4 separate regions of the Mus musculus genome follow, and all the other regions are linked to region 1. A link is a contact called in public ChIA-PET and HiChIP or PLAC-seq data. All regions are on one chromosome and are shown on one strand. Each heading gives the region's core, a stretch centred on a gene start, on an enhancer-like site or on the middle of the called end of the contact. The rest is flanking DNA. Distances are from core to core; before and after follow the strand shown. Region 1 holds the start of Syf2 (SYF2 homolog, RNA splicing factor (S. cerevisiae)). Region 2 overlaps Clic4 (chloride intracellular channel 4 (mitochondrial)). Region 3 overlaps Rcan3 (regulator of calcineurin 3). Region 4 overlaps Clic4 (chloride intracellular channel 4 (mitochondrial)).

Region 1 (2,700 bases), core at 186-2,685:
AGGATGGAGATGGCTCAGTGGTTGAGTGTGGGCTGCTCTTGTAAGAGGCACCGAGTTTGGTTCCTGGCACACATTTTATCAACTGCCTGAAACTAGTCCCAGTAGATTCAAAGCCTGGCTGCTACACTGAAATGCACAGACTGGAGAGATGGCTCAGTAGGTAAGAGCACTGGCTGTAGTGGAAAGATGTTTCCATCCCAGAACCCACATGGTGGCTCAGGACCACCATAACTCTAGTCTGACCTCCGTCGGCACCAGGCATGCAGGTGGTGCATATATGGATGCAGGCTAAAACCCCATACATAAAAAAAGAAATAGGCCGGCTGTAACTTCCTCATTTAGAGGTATGTATTGCCTTCCATTTGATTTGTGGGGATTTTGTGTGCTAGTTAGACTCAACTCACCTGCCTCACTTCTTCCAGCCAAGTAACTCACTCATTTCTTTTAATCCAGAGACAGGATTTTTCTTTTCTTTTCCTTCCTTTCTTTCTTCCTTCCTTCCTTCCTTTCTTTTTCTTTCTTTTTTTTGGTTTTTCGAGACAGGGTTTCTCTGTGTAGCCCTGGCTGGCTGCCCTGAAACTCACTTTGTAGACCAGGCTGGCCTCGAACTCAGAAATCCGCCTGCCTCTGCCTCCCAAGTGCTGGGATTAAAGGTGTGTGCCACCACTGCCAGGCGCAAGCCAAGTTTTATTAAGCTTGAGAAGTAGCTTCCTACAGGGGAGGGGGACTCAAAAGAGAATTGCCCACAGTTTACATTTTTTTCTTGCCAGTGCTTAAGCTTTTAGATATCCCATGTCTTATAGCACTGGCTAGCCTAGAAGTCACTGTGTAGCCTTGGCAAGCCTCATACTTGATATTCTCCTGCCTCCACCGGCTGAGACGCTAGGAGAATGCCACCACAGCCGATTTGTACCCAGCTATTTTTACACGTGGGATGGCTTTTTCATTTCTAAAATTAATTAGTCGTCGATTTTGAAAGGTACACGTTTCATATATCCCTGTCTTATTCCCGAATTATCTTAGTGACCTTAGTAGTTGCTCTGGTGCTGGAATGTGAGAGTGAACGATATGGGGCCCGCCCTGCTCTTCTACAGTTAGTAACATCAGCAAATTATCTACTCTATGGAAGGGACTTAATGCGGATTAAATTCAAGAGAGACAAGGTTCTTTAGAGCTGGTGACAGGATACGCAGTCCCCAACCAGGCGTCCCATTCTATGTGGTGACAGGTTCGGAGCACTTCCTCATCCTTGTCGTCCCTCCCGGGCCCCGCCCCCGCCCCGCCCCGTTTGCGCCTGCGCATAGCCATACCACGCGTCAGTCCCTCCCACTAAAAGGAGCGTGAGAGGCCGGAAGAAACTGACGCCATCGGGAAGGCTTGAGTCTGGGCCGCGGGCCAGAGGCCGCCGGAAGTGCTCAGCGTTGTTGACGGAAGTAGAGAGAAGGCTGTAATGGCGGCTGTGACTGAAGTTGTGGTGAGTATCACCGGCTTCGCGTAGGTGTCAGTCCGGGAGACGCCGGGGCTGAGGACATGGGTGGGATCCGGGTGCGGCTCCCGGGGAGACCAGGGTGCCGGGCCCAGGCCTGGGCCGTGGCCCCTGGCAGACGCCGAGCCTGAAGCCGGTTATGATCGCAGGTCCCCGCGGATGGCGCGGAAGCCAGGCCCTTGGCGGCCGAGGAGCTGGCGGCGCAGAAGCGGGAGCAGAGACTACGCAAGTTCCGTGAGCTGCATCTGAAGCGGGTGAGTGGCGGGGCTGCGGGCCAGGCTGGCAGTAGGGCTGGAGGAGCAGGAGGAGGAAGGCGCACCACGCACCAGATCTCCGGACCCGGCGTCCCCGGGACCAGATCTCCGCCCGCCGGTGGGTCTGGACTCGGGTTGAGATCGCTTTGACACACGTCAAAAGCCCCACCCGCCTGCTCCACCCGGCCACACCCACATTACCGGGTGTACCTTAGGTTTTTCCTCTTGTTCCATGATTCTTCGTTTTTCATCTAGGGAAATAATTGGTTAGAAATAGTAATCAGACCTTTCTCACCTTAAAAACAGCGAGCACACACTTTCCCTTTTCTCCGAGTTCAGACTCAAAAAAGTATAACTTATTTCCCATCTCTTGTTTGGATGTCTACTCAAATCGTAAGCATGGCTGGCGAGTCACTCTCAACATTAGCATTCTTTCCCAGAAGCTAGCTCCCTCTCACTTCTTTATGTGACTGCTTGGTCATCTGACCCTTTTTCTGAACCTGCTTGTTTTCTTGGACTATAATTCAAAAGGCATGCTATATCTTCTTACTGTCTCCCTTCTAGCACCTGCCAAGATTTTCAGCCTGCTTGACTTGTTTTTGTCTTGATCTCTTTTTTTTTTAAAGATTTATTTATTTTATGTATGTGAGTACACTGTAGCTGTACAGATGGTTGTGAGCCTTTATGTGGTATTTGGGGATTGAATTTAGGACCTCTGCTTGCTCTGGTCACCCCTGCTCTCTCCGGCCCAAAGATTTATTTATTACAAAAATTACTCTGTAGCTGTCTTCAGACATACTAGAAGACAGTGTGAGATCCCATTACAGGTGGTTGTGAGCCACCATATGGTTGCTGGGATTTGAACTTGGGACCTTTGGAAGAGCAGTCAGTGCTCTTACCTGCTGAGCTATCTCTCCAGCTCCTGTCTTTTTTTTTTGAGACAGGGTTTTTCTCTGTATA
Region 2 (2,700 bases), core at 126-2,625, 290 kb after region 1:
TAGCACTCCATCTCTATCTCTAAGAAGCTATTCAAAACACAAACAAAAAAGCAGTATAGTATACACAGCTGAAAATTAATTATATTAAAATTAAAAATAATACTTTTGGCCTAAGAAAATATGGAAATGAACACCTGCAGTTCGTGGAAATACAAACTGGTACAGACTTTGAAATTTTGGCAAAATGCATAAAGTAGCTAGAGATGGTGGTACGGGCTATAATCTGCATCCAGGAGAGCTGCAGCCAACAGTAAGACACCGTCTCAAAAGGACGAGGAAAGGTGCAAACCTTCCCACACCTACCTGTAACCTAGCTCAAGGGCAATACCCGATAGCATAGTCAAAGAGGCCATCTACAAGGTCCAACAACTGGGAAATGGCAAATAGAATTCCTATTAAATAAGAAGAATATATAAATAAGAATTTATAAAGCCAGAGGCAGACTTGTTTGGACATGGAATGACTTGAAGGGATGTGGGGGTGCCCAGGAGATCACTCTGTAGCCAGCCTAGTCTGGAATGCCCGGCCATTTCCTGCTCGGCCCCCAGAGTGCTGGGATCAGTGGCAGGAAGCATTTATAATGCACAATAATATGAACGTGCAAGTGCACTACACCACTCACTGTTTTATATAAAATGACTCCCAGTCACCTTGGATCTGTTATTGAATTACATACTGAAATTATATTCATTCAACTATTCCCCTGTTGTAAGTCAGGAAGGATCAGAGAAATATTTTCTGAACACAACGGGACCCTATACTCACAAACTCACGGTAGCTGGGGTCACCTGCACAAAGCATTTCTGCATGGGAATGGGGAGACTTGTGAACCCCCATCCCTGGCTGAGTCAGTTTTCTCTGCAGGTGTGGCTACTGGTAGGTCACCCATGCTCCAGTGCACAGCCCCACACCCAGGAAGATGTGAACAGAAAATTGTAAACAGTGGATTGCTAAAAACAAAACCTGAAGCTGGAAGTGTGGGGAGATGGGGTGGATCTGGTAGAGTTGGTGGGAGGAGAGGAGTGAACAGGACCAAAGTACATTGTGTGCATGTGTGACAGTCTCAAAGAACGAAAAGATCCTATCTTTTAAAAATTATCCCTGTCAACCTTAGCTTTTCCAATAAACATAACTTGCTCTGTTACTTACATGTTTGAACGGGCAGATTCAAGGCAGAAGTGTTAAATGTGTTATCAACATTCCTGTTGTTAAAATACATACACAATTGAGCGAGGGTATAGCTCAGTGTTAGAGCTCTCAGCTAGTACGTGAGAAACTCTGGGTGGATAGTTTAATTTTGAGATATGGTCTCACAGCATCACCTTAGCCGCCCTTTGCCCCAGTAGCGGTGGGATTAAAGATGCGCACCACACGCCTGGTTCACTTCTCTCTTAGTGCTTAGGTTACATAAACCTACTCCCGGCCAACTTGTACCTGTTACCAAAAGATAGACCGATCCATTTATTGATCTATCGATTGATTGATCTATCCGTCTTCTGTCACCTATCCCCTCTCCCTCTCCCTCCTCCTCTGTCTCTGTCTCTGTCTCTGTCTCTTTCTCACAGTTCCCTTTAGTTTATTCACTAAAGCCTATTGGTTTACGGTGTACTTCAATCTAAGCACTGGCCCTGACCCATGTTCAGGTGGCTAATTTGTATCTAGACACCTAAGCCCAGAGGGTCTTTAAAATATTCAGCTACATTGGATTTTATAAGCACTTACTAGGCTGGTACAGCAGACTTGTGTGCACTGTGGTTACAAGTGTTGGGAGGCGCAGCCTCACCTCACTGCCTAGGTTTACTGAAAGCATGCAACTGCTCAGCAGACAGGAAGAGAACTGTAACTAACACACACACACACACACACACACACACACACACACACACACACACGGACAAGCATTCAGCTTGAATTTGATTTAAAGGTGTTTTCGAAAGTCTTGGAGCAGTGACAGGCCCTTGTGAGAAAAGTACCTTGGCAACTAGAACTCTTTATTTACCAGCAGGTACTGAACACAAAGCCTTGCTGAACACGTCACGTGCTTGCTGAGCCCCCTCCTTACTGTGCAGCACTGTAAAGACAGTGGGCGTAAGTGGCCACTTAAAGCAGTAACAACTTGACAGATAAAAAATAGAATACAAAGTTATACTTAAGTGAGTCACTTTTCCTCCCCCAGCCTTCACCCCCAAGGCAAAGGAAAATTCATTTTACTCTCCTCTTCTCCCCTCCATGTAGTAAATGAAATCCGACCAACTCTCCAGACACTCCCTCAAACACTGCACGCAGAAATAAAAACATTATGAGCAGGAGAGCACAAAGGCTGCTCAGCTAGCAGGCCTGGGTATAAAAGCCGGCTTTGTGAACAAGGTGGCCCGGGCAAGCAGGCGGCCCAAACACTCTGGGAAGCAGGGGCTCCAACCTAACATTTGCTTAGACAGAACATTAGTCAGGAAAACGGCCAATTACTCAAGAAAATTGCTTCTAAACCAAGGCAGCCACAGAACACATTATAAAAATAGACATACACCAGGCCTGGGCACTAAAACAGTCCCTTTCTCCATCACTGAAGAAAAACATTCCAGAAACCAAGAGCAAAGACATGGAAATCCCACAGTGAATTATGAAACACTATAACCTTAAACCAGGTATTAGGAAGGAGCCATAGCTGGAGACTGAAATAACAAGGAAGTCGGTGCGCGA
Region 3 (2,700 bases), core at 30-2,529, 480 kb after region 1:
ACAGGTAATCACAAGTGTCTTCCGGGTCACAGTCTGCCTCTGTCACCTCCTTACAGGACAAGGAATGTTCGAAAGCCTCAGGACACAGGACAGTTGAAGCTGATAATGAACTGTGGCCCATCAGATCAACGATACTGAAATCACAGGACACACGGATGAGGCTCACTGACCAGTTTCCACACGTGCAGCGAGCATACTACAGTGCACAGACCAGGGGATTACAGACATGCTGGATTCGGGACTTAATCCAGCTGCAGGTTCAGTTGTGGGGATCAATGTGCAACAGCTGTGAATGCGTTCTCACACGTCAAAGACACACATGACGTGAATAGATACTCAGAGGCTGACAGCAGAGGGCACAGCACGGCACAGGACTGAGACCTGTGGTCCCTTAGTCCTCAATTGGACTTAGGAAGAGGGGTGCCAACAGGGAACGGTACAGAAAACCACAAATTATCTGCATAGATAGAAAAGAAACCCCCCTGTGTCATAAACGCACATCCGGTCAGGTCAGGCCATGTGGGACCTGCAAGGGTCTCGGGACCCACTTCAAGAACTGCAGGTTTCCAAGAGAAAGCACTAACCCGAGTGAGTAGGTGGTGTCTGCATGCTGACCGTATCTGGGATCACTTCTAGCCTTGACTAGAAACCACAGGGAAGGAATACGGCACGTTCCCAGCCGTGGACAAGATGCACAGTTGCTGTTATCTGTCCCTGGGATACCTGGACACCCAGGAATCCCCTTGTTTTTAGACAGGGTCTCGGTACATGGCCCAGGCTGGCCTTAAGCTTGCCAAGCCCTGGTACCTCTGCCTCCCAAGCGCTGAGAGGACAGCCTATGTCACTGTGCTGAATACACGGTAATCCTGACTATGAACTGCGCTCCACTCAAGACTGAGGGAAACAGTGGCACTCTGAGAGGGATGGCTTTTCTGGAGAACACACTCTTGAAGGGAGTTTGAAACACCAACAGTCATTTGTCATGTGGTTGCTCAAGGTTCATACATCGTACTCTCTCTGTGTGTGTACTTAAGTTTGTGTAGAATGAGTCCAGAACAGACTTCTTGGCTAGAAGTAAATATTTTCCCAGTTGCTCTGTACTGTCACACCAAGAAAAAGGAAAAACCTTATTCTGAGACGGTTTAACTCATGTAGCCCAAGCTAGCCCCGTTCTCTCAATCCTCCTGCCTCAGTCTCCTGCAGGCTGAGATTACAGGCCAGGGCCACCACACCCAGACAACGGTTTCCTTTAAGATAGATGTATTATGGAGCACAGAGGGAGGCTGGAGGTGACCCGGGGTGAGGTCTCAGGCTCTATAGAGAAGAAGGCAAGCAGGTAGGTGTGAACCCAAGGCATCAAAGAATCCAGTACACTCCCATGGTTTAATTATGCGTAAAGCTTTCCTCTGAAAACCAAATCCTCCAGTCTAAAAATAGTTTACATAAAAATATAAAGCCCAGGCCCACCGTTAGTCTGGAATAGAACTTGATTCTCTAAACCGAGGGAGAGGGACATTCCGTAGAACCTTTAACTCCATGCATCCTTTGTGCCTGGCTCCGCTCTCACTACTGTTTACATTTTAACATGTAAATTCTAACACATGGCATGAATGTGACTATCCAGGGAACCCAGATAAGGTGGCAACACAACTGCCAGTGGCCAAGGTAGCATCAAGTATGCAGATTTGAACTTCTTGACTTAAAAAAAAAAAGAATGTTCTTTCATTGAGGGGTAGAAAATGAAAGCCAAGACAAATTTTAAAACAGGGTTATGATCACATAGAAAATTAGAGAGAACGTGTACTGTATAACGGGGAACACACAAACTCCCCAACTGTGAGAACACACTTGCTGGCAGCTAGGGTCTACCTTACAATCAAATGAAGTACACTGCCGAGCTCAGCACTGCAAAGCACTGTAAGCCAAGGATGAACTCTTGATCTACTGCATTCGCCTCCAAAGTCTCAGGATTACAGCAGCTGTGTGCCTGCATCCAGTCAACTGGGAAGACCCACTGAGGCCTGGCGTTTGAGACCAACCTGGGCCACACTGAGCTGTCACCTCAAAACCAAACTCACTTTATCTGACAGATGACTTGGATCTAAAAACCAATGCGGGTGGAATCGTAATCTGCAACTGAATCTGCACGGAGGGCTCCCAATGGCAAACGCAGAATTCAGCATTCCACAGGACCTGAAGGCAAGGGACACTCTCCTGTTCTTGTCAGGTATGGTGGCACACACCCTCAGTCCTAGCACTTATGAGACAGAGGCAGGAGGAGCAGTTCAGGGTCATCCTTGGGACACAGCAAGTTTGAGGTCAACCTGGACTACATGGGACCCGGTTTTAATGACAGACAATGCACCTGTGTGCGTGTGTTTGTGTGTGAGCTCATGCATGCACGCTCATGAAATCAATCCTACCACAAAAGGACTCAGCCCTAACATGTCACGCAAAGTACACGGCTCTCATGGCTTCATTTCTCTACGTTCTTTTCTTTGCAGTTGCAGCTATGTTCCTCTCTGTTCTATGCCCAGCCCCTTCACCTAGGCCAGCCAGCTCTGAATACTTGATGAGTGGAGCAGCTGATGTACCTGTAGCCCAGCACTCAAAGGCAGGAAAGTCTGCAAGGGACCAGTGATGCTGAGTGACCTATGGAGGCCCCAACAACACATCTTCAAGTGTAAGAAGCAATTCTAC
Region 4 (2,700 bases), core at 123-2,622, 310 kb after region 1:
GAGTTACAAATGGTTGTGAGCTGCCATGAAGATGCTAGGAATTAAACCTGGTCCTCTGGAAGTCCAACTCTCCAGCCCGGGACAGGCTCTCGTTCTGAACCCGGAGCTCCACGGTTTAGCCAGGCTGACTGGCTAGAGAGCTCCTGCTCTCTGTCTTTGGGGACGATGGGAACAGAAGTGTTCTTCAAAAATATGGGGGTGGGGGGGAGGACCGGGGGACAAGTTCCTGAGGGAATGAGGGGCATCCTACTTATCAGAACTCTTCTTGGCCTCCCTTAATCTGGCCTCTAGAGAGAAACCTAGACACACATCTTCAACTAGCAAGACTGCTCTTATTTTATACCAGAAGTGCTGTAATATCACAGAAAATATACTATTACCTAAAAACTAGGCTAAATGAAACAGACCACATTATTCAGCTCTCTAAAACTCCTATTCTTGCCTTCCCTACCTCAAACTGCAATTGGACCCCATGTGTGTGCTAGCTGGGAGGGGGCTCTAATCCTAAGCTGTGCCACCCCCTCAAAGCCCCCACAGAGATCCAGATGCTACCATTCACAATTAGCAGACTTTGTCAGCCAGAAGGCAGAGCTCTTGGTGGCTTGTGTTTACGCTGAGAAACTCAAGGGTTTCACTGCTTGTACACTAAACCTTGGCCTTCAGGGCTCCTCAGAGGTTTAAGGTAACCAGGTTCCAAGGGAGATTCACCCACATGCAGCCACGGGTAGCAAACACACCAAGAGAAAAACTAGGACTCGGGGTGACACTGTAAATCGACCCGAATGTTTATACAAGTTAAATCTTAAACAGAAAACCTGAGTAACTTCTGTGTCCTTCATGTGCAATCAAAGCAGAGGGCAGGAAAGGATCCATGCTGATGGTAAACTGCACACTCGAGAGCCGACTTCACAGCACAGGCAAGCCTTACCTTTTCAGGTCAACGGTTGTGACACTGAACACGACTCCTTTGAGCCAAAGGATCATGAAGAGCCTCTGTGAAAAGGGGCAGTTTCCAATGCTTTCACCATCACTTCCGGCCTGGAGGCAGAGCAAACATTAAAGACAAGGTCAAAACGATGACACGCAAGCAGCAGAGCTGCCGATGAATTCCAACCAGAATATTAGGAGCGACAAGGAGGGGGCACATGCAGGGTGTAGTGATAATGGGCTTTCCTGTGCCTCTCTACTGCAACTTTCCAATGTGGCAGCCAGCAGCAACAGCTGGCTAATGACTACTTAAAACGGGGATGTACCAGTGTGGTGAAAATTTCATTTTACTTATCTTGAAAAGCCACACTTGGCTAAGAGATGTGTGATGGTCTGATGAAGATGCCCCCCTGTTGTTTCTGTCATTTGAACACTTGAAAACAGCTTGTGGCGCTGTTTGGAAATGATTAGGAGGGGTGGCCTTGGTGGAGGAAGTATGTCACTGGGGGTAGGCTATAAGCCATGGTTTATTTATAGTTTGAGATGTGAGCTCTCTCTCAATGGCTGCTCCAGCAGCCAAGCCTGGTGCCCACTGTCACATTTCCCCACTGTGGTAGTGATAACTCCTATTCCTCTAGAGCCCTTAAAGGGCTTATTTACCGGTCCTTCTAGGAGTTGCCGTGGTCATGGTTTTTATCACAGCAATAGAAAATTAACTAAAGGCTGCTATGTTGAGAAGCGCATCATACCCAAGGACACATACACTGAGTAGCCCTGGCTGTCCTGGAACTTGCTCTGTTGACCAAGCTGGCCTCCAATTAAGTCCTTGGTGTAGGTTCCGTCAGACTGCCTTGTTTGTCCAAGTGTTGAGATTAAAGGTATGCACCACCACTGCCTGGAAACAGCATTTTTTATAAGGCAACATGAAACAAGGAAATGTATAATGTCTGTCTTCAAAGAGTTAAATAATTGCCGATCACCATAATCAAAGGTGGTAGAGTCTGGTGGTGGTGGCACATGCCTTTAATCCCAGCTCTTGGGAGGCAGAGGCAGGCGGATTTCTGAGTTCGAGGCCAGCCTGGTCTACAGTGAGTTCCAGGACAGCGGGGGCTACAAAGAGAAATCTTGTCTGAAAAAAAAAAAAAAAAAAAACCAAAAACAAAACCCTACACCCATGTTATTTCATGGAGCAAGAAAATAACCAGACACTTGTATAAGCATTTTTGAAATCCTGTTTAAATGAAGCAGTTTACTGCCCTGAGCACAATGATGGACGAGCAGCCTTCTGAAGTTCAAGCCAGACAAATCTTTAATTTTATCAAACATGCCCCAAGATTCAAAGGGAGATGGGGAGACAGGTGTGGTGTCACACACCTGCAATCCCGGCACTTGAGAGGCAGAGGCAGGAGGATCAGGAGTTCAAAGTCGTCTTTTACTACAGAGCAGGTTGGAGGCCAGCCTGAGCCATCCCACCCTGTCTTAGGAGAAAGACACTCCAGCTCATCTTCATTCTGATCACTTCAGCCAGTCCTCCACAGAGGTGGCCATTCACAATGGCAGCCAAGAGCGCTGCTTTCTCAGCCTGGTTCATCTGCATCTTTGGGGGTTTGGTCTTACCACAGCAAAAAGGGAAACAGGAAATATGGAAGTCCCCTGCTTGTTTACTTACACACACACACACACACACACACACACACACACACGGCAAACACAGCCATATGAGTGTCTATGAGCAGAAGGCGATTTGCATTACCACTCCCTGTGCAACATTTG

What was found. ChIA-PET counts read pairs in DNA pulled down with a chosen protein or histone mark. HiChIP or PLAC-seq counts read pairs in DNA pulled down with a chosen protein or histone mark.
Region 2: an RNA polymerase II ChIA-PET map of memory CD8 T cells shows a contact between it and region 1, with 4 times the contacts expected there. The contact joins the enhancer-like site here to the promoter of Syf2 in region 1. A contact is called at or near these places in 16 of 39 promoter capture datasets (the 3T3-L1 cell line, the C10 cell line, the HPC-7 cell line and 7 more), 1 of 15 datasets of contacts at CTCF or cohesin (the NIH/3T3 cell line), 44 of 484 Hi-C or Micro-C datasets (the AML12 cell line, B cells, CD8 T cells and 33 more), 34 of 115 datasets of contacts at active chromatin or transcription factors (the 230-238 cell line, the HPC-7 cell line, the NIH/3T3 cell line and 26 more) and 2 of 9 other capture datasets (embryonic stem cells and macrophages).
Region 3: an H3K27ac HiChIP or PLAC-seq map of embryonic stem cells shows a contact between it and region 1, with 2.2 times the contacts expected there. The contact joins the enhancer-like site here to the promoter of Syf2 in region 1. A contact is called at or near these places in 9 of 39 promoter capture datasets (the 3T3-L1 cell line, the C10 cell line, the HPC-7 cell line and 4 more), 1 of 15 datasets of contacts at CTCF or cohesin (large pre-B cells), 11 of 484 Hi-C or Micro-C datasets (B cells, the G1E-ER4 cell line, LSK cells and 7 more), 13 of 115 datasets of contacts at active chromatin or transcription factors (the 230-238 cell line, the SCID.adh cell line, T-cell acute lymphoblastic leukemia and 9 more) and 2 of 9 other capture datasets (embryonic stem cells and liver).
Region 4: an H3K4me3 HiChIP or PLAC-seq map of bone marrow-derived macrophages shows a contact between it and region 1, with 3 times the contacts expected there. The contact joins the enhancer-like site here to the promoter of Syf2 in region 1. A contact is called at or near these places in 14 of 39 promoter capture datasets (the 3T3-L1 cell line, the C10 cell line, the HPC-7 cell line and 8 more), 1 of 15 datasets of contacts at CTCF or cohesin (the NIH/3T3 cell line), 2 of 484 Hi-C or Micro-C datasets (B cells and nephron progenitors), 29 of 115 datasets of contacts at active chromatin or transcription factors (the NIH/3T3 cell line, the SCID.adh cell line, T-cell acute lymphoblastic leukemia and 21 more) and 4 of 9 other capture datasets (adipose tissue, embryonic stem cells, macrophages and 1 more).

The regions. Positions count from the first base shown.
Region 1 is chr4:134,929,545-134,932,244 of GRCm38.p6, forward strand. It overlaps Syf2 (SYF2 homolog, RNA splicing factor (S. cerevisiae)), which reads left to right and starts at 1,436. Exons shown (of 7, transcript NM_026780.3): 1 at 1,436-1,474; 2 at 1,636-1,740. The coding sequence starts at 1,451.
Region 2 is chr4:135,219,881-135,222,580 of GRCm38.p6, forward strand. The region is part of intron 4 of Clic4 (chloride intracellular channel 4 (mitochondrial)); the gene reads right to left. Among named protein-coding and RNA genes, the nearest start is that of Clic4, 52 kb to the right of the region's middle. Within about 2 kb of position 1,376, at least 17 of the 459 cell types and tissues checked have an H3K27ac peak or open chromatin away from gene starts, as enhancers often do. A contact at or near this core is called in CD8 central memory T cells, liver and memory CD8 T cells, where this site is marked.
Region 3 is chr4:135,412,357-135,415,056 of GRCm38.p6, forward strand. It overlaps Rcan3 (regulator of calcineurin 3), which reads right to left. Exons shown (of 5, transcript NM_022980.4): 5 at 1-2,700. Among named protein-coding and RNA genes, the nearest start is that of Mir700, 2.9 kb to the right of the region's middle. Within about 2 kb of position 1,280, at least 3 of the 459 cell types and tissues checked have an H3K27ac peak or open chromatin away from gene starts, as enhancers often do. A contact at or near this core is called in embryonic stem cells, where this site is marked.
Region 4 is chr4:135,237,934-135,240,633 of GRCm38.p6, forward strand. Clic4 (chloride intracellular channel 4 (mitochondrial)) reads right to left here. Exons shown (of 6, transcript NM_013885.2): 2 at 929-1,038. Among named protein-coding and RNA genes, the nearest start is that of Clic4, 33 kb to the right of the region's middle. Within about 2 kb of position 1,373, at least 57 of the 459 cell types and tissues checked have an H3K27ac peak or open chromatin away from gene starts, as enhancers often do. A contact at or near this core is called in B cells, the HPC-7 cell line, bone marrow-derived macrophages and 5 more, where this site is marked.